Regions from separate parts of the Mus musculus genome. Here all the other regions are linked to region 3. A link is a contact called in public Hi-C and HiCAR-type data. All regions are on one chromosome and are shown on one strand. The core of a region is the stretch at or near the end of the contact, and the rest is flanking DNA. Distances in the headings are between cores, read along the strand shown. Region 1 has its middle 100 kb from the start of Lyplal1. Region 2 has its middle 60 kb from the start of Gm35341. Region 3 has its middle 45 kb from the start of Gm35201.

Region 1 (2,700 bases), core at 64-2,563, 170 kb before region 3:
GAACCATCCAAAATACTGGCTACATTTTCCACACGCTAGGGACCTGCCTTGCATTAGATGGAGAAAGCCAGCTAAGGATGAATTCACAGTGCTCTGCTCCCAGACTGTAGAAGCAGTGTGCCCATTCCATCCTGCCCATGGCAGCCCCACCATGACAGACCATTGGACTGTAAGCCAGAGCAAAGCCTTCCTTCCCCTAGTCTTTATATCAGATACCTTTTTGCAACAACAAAATACTTCAAAATCCATATAAATGCCCCTAAAGAAAATAATTCATGATAGCTTTTCTTAACATATTCAGATATAGTCAAGGAAATTTGATTTTTAAAAGTCAGCTTCAAGAAAGTTAAAGTTTCAGAAAAAGTAGTGGGCAGTAACAGCGTTCTGTCTTGGCTCCACTCTGAACCCTGATAGTTTTCGCCCCTGTGGCTGAAGTCTCTGTGTTCTTCCATCTCAGGCAGCTCAAGGAACAGTGACTCTCTGCAGTGGGAGGAGAACCAACAGTACAGTCAGACATTCCTGGATGAGAACCACAGCCACCGCACTGTTTAAGTCATGAGTTCTTGGACGAATCACCTCAGTTTTCTGACTCCAACTTTCCCCATCTGTCCAATGAGGGGGGGGGGGGATACAGGACCACACCATGGTCTATAAAGCCTTCTAAAAATTCTAGTATACATGTTTTCACTTTGCTATGCCTAAATGCCTTCCCTAAATGGCTACACAGGAGCCTCTGTGAGCCAGTTCCTTCTCATTTGTTGCTTTCTAGATGATATTTTTAAGAAATTATTTTGAACACTTTATTTCTACTTTATGTGTGAGTGCTTTGCCTGAATGTATATGTGTGCACTACCAGAGTAGCTGGTGCCTGTGGAGGCCAGAAGATGGCATCAGTTCCCCTGTATTGGGTTGTGAGGCACCACATGGGGCTGCAATCCAAACTTGGATTCTCTGCAAGTAGCGGATGTTTTCTTAACTGCTGAGCCCATGCTTCTGCCCCATTAAACAGTGTCTTTGATTGACAGATATCATGCCCCTTTATGGGGTTCAGTATTATATTTCTGTACATTTGTACATGACATAGTGATCAGATCAGGGTATTTAGGCTATCCATCATCTCAAACAGCTATCATGTCTTTGTGCTGAGGACATTCATAATCTGCTTTTCTAGCCATTTGAAATTATGCAATATTGTTTAAGCTTCTTTTGTGCTTTCCAAGGCCAAATGCATGTGATCATGCACGATACATATTACAGAGATGTGATAGCTTACAATCGTGTTTGCTCACCCTGGTAGGTTCAGGCTCAGATAACCTCCAACTGGCTATCTGTTGAAACACTTTATACTTTTATAGGGTGAATCCAGAGTGCATTGAGTAATGCATAATAAAATCAGTTTTAGGGGAAAGGACCCAAGTTTAAAAGAGAGAGAGAGAGAGAGAGAGAGAGAGAGAGAGAGAGAGAGAGAGAGAGGCAGATAAGCAGAGTAAAATAGTCTCCAATGACTTCATCATGAAGTAATGACTTTTACCAAATAACTGCACTGCAGCTTTATCTTCCCAACCAAGGTTGTGCTAATGCTCTAAAATTAAGTCTCTTGTGAAAGTTATCTGGAATTTCTCAACAAGTTTTTAAAGGGGTTTTATTTTTTCACTAGAGGTCATGCCTCAAGAATTTGTAGGAATTCCGCCTGGAAAGTAGTAATCAGTGGAAACTGGCAGTCAAAGCTAATTTATATTACTCTTCCAGATAAAAATTCCTTCCATCTTAGACCTGCATTTCAAAAAAAGATTATTATCACTCTGGAAAGAATACATCAGTTTAGAAGAAAGTGACCTCAAGGATGTGTTTCCTGCCTCTGTACAAAGCCCAGGCTGCAGCACCTTAAGCATCTTTGAAATCCTCTCTTCTGAAACGCCTTGTGGATACCTAGAGCATGAAGATGTAGAAGGATGTTTGGGATTTTTGAAATGATGCCCCCTCATTTGTTTCCCTTGAGAATTAGTGGGGGGAGACAGGAAGGAAGAATATACAGAAGGGAGATAGTTCATACATCAATATGTTTTTATTCCCTTTGTAGCTAAATGGCTTGGTTGTTCCATTTGCTGTGGTCCTGTTGTTCAAACGCATGACACATTCATGAGCAGGGTACATAATGGAATGATTTGGCTATTTTAGTGGCAGGGTTGAATTTAAATCTTCATATCTTCTTTATGTAGCCCTGCCCCCATCTGTTTGTTATGTTTACCTCTCCAAGCCTCAGTGTCCCCAACTCTAAAATGGCATTCATTGAGTGGTTAGAGGCATTTGTCATGATCCTATGTGCATTATTTGGCTCTGCATTTTGTTAGCACCAGGTAAAAGTTTACTATAATGACCATGAGCAATACGAGTTCCTTCTACCTTCTCCATTCCTTCCTGAGGATTTCAGAAATGCCATCCTGACATATTGAAGTCGCTTTCATAAATCCATTAGTGAAAATCACTAGATTCCATTGATGATGGAAACTAAAGTCTTCAAACAGTCCAATCAATGCCAATGAAAAGCCACAACAGCCATTTGCAAGCTAGGCTCTTCGTGACTGTGTGCTATTTCTCCATTCAGGAGACCTTCTCACACTTCACGATGAAATTGTAGTCCTAAGAGGCTGAGACAGGGTTTCTGTCTGAGATGCCTGCCAAATACAATCATAGTATCAA
Region 2 (2,700 bases), core at 65-2,564, 170 kb after region 3:
AGGGAAAGCAGACTTCATTAAATTTGCAATGAAACTGCCGGGTACATCAGGATGCAGAACAGGGGATAATAGAGCTCCACTATGCTTTGGGTTATTTTATTTAGATTGAGTTTGATCGTCTTTAATACTGAATTCTGAGTCTCAGGAAGCGTAGACTGTGTATTTCTTTTAAGTATATGCAAAACAAACAAACAAAAAAACCAACAAAAACAAAACTAATATCTTCAACAAATAAAAAGCTGCTTTTGAATGAAGAACCATGGGAATCTCCATCACAATTACACTAAATTAATATCCCTACTAAGAGAGTGAGCTTCACAAACAATTGAAAAGGAAAGCAATACAAAAACACCTCTTTTTACACATTAGCCACCCTGCTATAAACATCAAGGAAGAGTGAGATGCCTCATGCACAGGTGGAGCATGCGGTGTCAAGATAGATAGATAGATAGATAGATAGATAGATAGATAGATAGATAGATAGATGGATGGATGGATGGATGGATGGATGGATAGATAGGTAGATAGAGAGATAGAGAGACAGAGAGATAGAGAGATAGAGAGATATAGATACTCAGGAAGCAACTTTTATGACCAGAGATGCTTTTAAGAATGAAAAATTAAGACACAGTTAACACACACCACCAATACACCACACCATAGAACATAACTTAGATGAGCTAATCTGCAAGAGTGGAGTAAAAAAATGAGGTAATGCTGTTGAGGGGATTATATTCAAAATATGGCAAGACATCAATAGTGACCGAGCGGAGGAAGGAAGGCGTCTCAGCTGTTAGCAATAAGGCAACCGCAAATTTGCAAGATGTATTAACTGCTTCAGTAACTGGTAGTTCAAGAAGTTTAATCCCCAAGACTTCATGCGACCGTCTGTGACAGGGCTGCCCGAGCTATACATCTTTTTCTTGGCCGTGGTTACTGAAATTCTTCCTCCCTTCGTCCTTCCCTCGAGGGTCAGTTCAGGAAGAAAGAGTAGTAGATGGAGAGCTGGCTTCTTGTCTTTCCTCATCCTGCAAAGACTGCCTCCACCACGGACAAGAGGAATGTGTAATGTTGCTCAGACAGGCGGAGGAACTGACACCACGTTTTCTATATCACCCAATGTGCTGAAGGGTGCAAATCATTTGTAAAAGCATTAAGTTGGTTACATTGGCTAAGCAGTTGAAATTGTAAGCTCTTGAATGTCAAGCGCTGACCCTGTGGGGTGGGGGGAGGTTGAAGTGGAATGGTGTGGTGGAGGGCAGGCTTTGGGTCATGTTTTATACTGGAAGTTTAATTGTCCTGGCAAGGATGTTGAAGTGACTCATTGAGCTGAAGTGGATTCTATCTTCCAGCACAGATTTGAAATGGGGGAGGATAGCGCAGCAATAGTATCTTTAAAAGAATTGGCTTAGTTTGCCTCAGCCCCTAACTACTTCCATGCAGATTCATTTGTTTTGGACACCAATGTTGAAAGCAAGCCAATGATAGCAAAAATAGTGTCTATGTCGCCCCTTTTGAACCCACACAAACCTTTTCACTGTGTTTAAGCCAGGGATTTTTTTTTCCAAAGAAAATTACATGTTCTTTGGTCCTTTCCGATCTTTTATTGAAGAACGTTAAATAGTTTATAGCTAGAAAGAATTATAAAGTCATCATGACACCAAGTTTGTGCAATGGTGTTTTCCAAATGTGTTTTGATTATTCTCACAGAAACTCTCATCCCACTCAGAGATGAGTGTTTCTAACTTGGCGTTGTAAGGTGAGTCATGCTGTCTGTTTATCCCCGGGACATAGGTGCTGGATTTACCTTGCTTTAAAGGAATGCTCTCTGCATGGGTTTTATAATCCTTTGCTAGTCAGTGGCCAACCCCCTGAGATGCCCCTTGTGTCACTGAAAATAGTGAACTCGAAACTCCAGCACAGAGCAACCCTTTACTATCAGCTGGGGAAATTTTCTGCTGGAAGACTGTTGCATATGCTTGCAGAAATGCTGCCTCTTAAATCCCCACCCCTAAGAGTGTAATCAGAGCTATTCCAAAGGCAAGTAGGACCAAGTAATCTCCATCCAGAGGGTGTCACAGAAAACCTGTGGATGCTATTGCTGGGCTGGGAAGGGAAATCAGGGAAGGATGCGGAGAACAGGGACATTTTGTTCCCAGAATACCTTTACTAAGAGACTCTTAAGATGAAGCTAGTAGTCACTGCATGATAAATGGGTTTTGAATCGTGTGGAAGCTCAGGGGAGGGACTGGCATTTTGATTACCCAGATTCAAATCAGACCAAGGAGAGTAGAAAGGGGTTAATTTCTTAGAAATCTCAGAAGCAGAATGAACAGGCTCCAGTAATAAAAATAAAATAAAATAAGCAGTAATGAAGCAGCTGAGTGATAGAATTTCTTTCAGTCTTTGAAGTGGGAAAGTGTCGTGATGAATTCTGTTGGTCCAGGTGAACTTGGGTCACCTACAGGAAGCTCTGCTGGCGACAAAAGAAACATAAACTTGCAGCCATGATAAGATCATTGCTAGAGGAGTCAGAGACCATCACTGTGGGAGTGACCACTGAAGGCTGGGGGGAAAGTATGCTCTCTAAACTGGAGAGAATGGAAAGATAAAGCTAGAATCCGTGTTTCTAGTCAGGCAGGGCAAATAGAAAAGGTGCAGCCCTTCTGTTTCATGGAAAGACCACCAAAAAGCATCAAG
Region 3 (2,700 bases), core at 105-2,604:
ACATGCTACCATATGTAATTAAGGTACATTGAGATGATCTAAGCACATGAGCTTATTTCAATCATATCAGGAAAGCACCCAGCCTTAGGAAAGAGGAAACTTCCTCACCTGGAACATATAATACTGCCATGTACAGTGGTGACTCTGCTGATCTGTCACCTGATACCTTGTGTGTGCTTTAAAGGGACAACAGGCAGGGAACATTCCAGCATCCCAGGGTCTTCAGCTTGATTTGCCTTCACTGGTGACACAGTCTGTTTTAACTGTTCTCTCTGTTTGCTATTTGTACAGTGTAGAATTCTGCAGTGGTAGCCATGTGTAACCTAACATAAGTTTTATGTCTATATAGTATTGATATATTTACTGTGTAGTGTGTGTGTGTGGTATAATTGCTGTTGTAATGTGTGATCTGAGCTTAGAATAAAAGAACCTATTTCTTCAGCCAGCTACCTGGAGACTTTGGGACTCCTTGACAAATGTTGCCAATAAAACCAACCTAGCTGATTGTTATTTAATAAAGCCCAGCACTGTGAAAAGATACAAATGTGGCTGTGTTTACAAGTCAGCGAGCTCACAGCAGTTCGCCCAGATCTCTCCTTTTCAGAGATGGTGATAAAGCTATATTGACTTCGTAAAACAGATAAAGAAATTGGAGTGAGAAATACAAGATATTGAGTCAGCACAGCCAGGGATCAAGATGTTCCCTGGAGTCTTTTTGTGTGATCACGTCCCATAGCCAAGTTCACTTATCCAAGAGGAACAAGTGATTAGCCAGTTCTTTTTTTCTTTCTTTCTTTCTTTTTTTTTTTTTTTTTAAATGAACTTTGGCACTCAGCAAAATGAATGTGGAAGACATATGGCTGGGTCCTGTGGCCAAAGTCAGAATTGAAAATTTTTCCCTTTCAGGTCGTTGGCAATCTAGCTTGAGAGCCCCTGGCCAGCTAGAGGTTTGTCCTCTCTCTGTCCTGTGTTCTGCTTAGCATTTCTTTGGCTCTTTCTGAATCAGTGAATGATATCTGCCTTTACAGTAGAGAGAAATTTGTCATTTTGAGATTGGTAATATGTCAGCGACTCCATGCCCTACCTACAGCACACGCTAGCTGCAGGGACTGTGGGAGCAGGCACCGTGCCTATCTCCATGTCTACAGGAGTAGACAACAACGTCCTCCCTAACTCCTGACCCCTGCAAAGGGCTTCCCCGAGATGAGAGCTGCGCTACACAGTTATTTATGAGACGTTAACCTTCGATCATTTCCAAGGCACAACAAAGCCTTCTTCTCTGGGTTACTTATTTATTTATGCCAGCATTACAGTACTTCATTATTGCCACAGGGGGAACCGTCGGCTTAATTTTGCTTCGGAGACAGTGCTGCTGAAGTCATTCGGCTAATGATTTATGCCCCGCGTGACTGGGCAGTCGTCTGTGCTTGCTGATTATATCTTGTTTACTGTTTATAACCAGCAGTCATTATGCCACCGAAGGCCCCTGCCAGCTCACCGCGTTTATTTATCCCTGTGGATCTTTAGATACGCTGGTTAGTATAGAAAACTTTTGAATGGTTTAGTATTTTTTAAAAGCCCCAGAAGCTGTGAATTAAACCACTGTGCTCTCTGCCTCACGGGAGAAAGAGTTTGTTGAGAGTGAGCGGTGAACAGCACGCCCCCATCCCCCAGCTCTCCTGCTTGCTTCTGGTTTGATCAGAAAGAAAGCCTGAGTGCTTTTCAGGAATATGGGGCTGTGACTCCGTCATCAGTTTTGGGTTCTGAGATCACAGGTTTTTCCCCTTGGCTGCCGCAGATTTTACCATATTAAGGAAACAGTTTGCTTAGAGAAATGCTGCACGTGTATACAGGTATACAGGCTAGGTTTGGTGGCTGGCAGGACTCACCCATTTAGCCCTGGGGCCAGCCTCTGTGAACAAAACCTTTACAACCAGCCTGCAAGATTTTTTTTTCTTTGTTCTGAGATGCACAGGGCAGATGAACCACATGGACAGGCAGAGAAAGGGACGGTTTGTATAACGTGGCAACATGTTTCCGCACTGGGAGGTGGCGAGGCATCCTTCACTCTGATTTGTGAGACAAATTCCCTCCTCGATGGGCGCTGGAATTCACCAATGAGTCTAAATGGTCTATAAGCCCCAGGCACCTGCCTAGATCTGCTCCTCAGGGCAGAGAATGACACCACACCTGACTTTTCTACTAAGGGGTTGGGGATCTGAACTCTGGTCCTCACGTTTGCCTGGCAAGCTCTTTACCCACTGAGCTATTCTGCTTGCCCTTTGCAACGATCATGTACAAATGCCTGTCTTGACACTGTTCCCACTCAGAGAGAAGGAAGGAAAACCTTACTGTTCTTGTGAGCAGCCGCAGACCAATCTGGATGACTGGTTCTGAACTTAGCTTTCTCCATCGAAGCTGTTGGCTGCCGAACCCTCCCCGCTCCTCCCCCCACTTTCCTTTGCTTTTACTTTTACATAGTTCTCTCTCTCTCTCTCTCTCTCTCTCTCTCTCTCTCTCTCTCTCTCTCTCTCTCTGCCCCTGGAATAGCTTCATATCTCTGCTCCTTAGTCAGCCAGTTCAGCCTGGTCACAGAGCTGCTTTCTCTGTAGACTGGTGATCCAGTTGAACAATGAGTGCTTGCCCAGGGAACTCAGGCACCTCACATTGAACAAAACACAGGGCACAAGGCAAGAGTTG

The links. Hi-C and Micro-C count contacts between places; a contact is called where the count stands out from the background. HiCAR-type assays count read pairs that join an accessible place to other places.
Region 1: a HiCAR-type map of fibro-adipogenic progenitors shows a contact between it and region 3, with 3 times the contacts expected there. The contact joins two enhancer-like sites. A contact is called at or near these places in 3 of 484 Hi-C or Micro-C datasets (embryonic fibroblasts, nephron progenitors and uterus) and 1 of 115 datasets of contacts at active chromatin or transcription factors (fibro-adipogenic progenitors).
Region 2: a Hi-C map of uterus shows a contact between it and region 3, with 2.7 times the contacts expected there. The contact joins two enhancer-like sites. A contact is called at or near these places in 9 of 484 Hi-C or Micro-C datasets (the N1E-115 cell line, embryonic stem cells, nephron progenitors and 1 more) and 1 of 115 datasets of contacts at active chromatin or transcription factors (fibro-adipogenic progenitors).

Annotation. Positions count from the first base shown.
Region 1 is chr1:186,012,733-186,015,432 of GRCm38.p6, forward strand. No RefSeq gene overlaps it. Among named protein-coding and RNA genes, the nearest start is that of Lyplal1, 100 kb to the right of the region's middle. Within about 2 kb of position 1,314, at least 11 of the 459 cell types and tissues checked have an H3K27ac peak or open chromatin away from gene starts, as enhancers often do. A contact at or near this core is called in fibro-adipogenic progenitors, where this site is marked.
Region 2 is chr1:186,346,532-186,349,231 of GRCm38.p6, forward strand. No RefSeq gene overlaps it. Among named protein-coding and RNA genes, the nearest start is that of Gm35341, 60 kb to the right of the region's middle. Within about 2 kb of position 1,315, at least 19 of the 459 cell types and tissues checked have an H3K27ac peak or open chromatin away from gene starts, as enhancers often do. A contact at or near this core is called in uterus, where this site is marked.
Region 3 is chr1:186,181,442-186,184,141 of GRCm38.p6, forward strand. No RefSeq gene overlaps it. Among named protein-coding and RNA genes, the nearest start is that of Gm35201, 45 kb to the left of the region's middle. Within about 2 kb of position 1,355, at least 99 of the 459 cell types and tissues checked have an H3K27ac peak or open chromatin away from gene starts, as enhancers often do. A contact at or near this core is called in fibro-adipogenic progenitors and uterus, where this site is marked.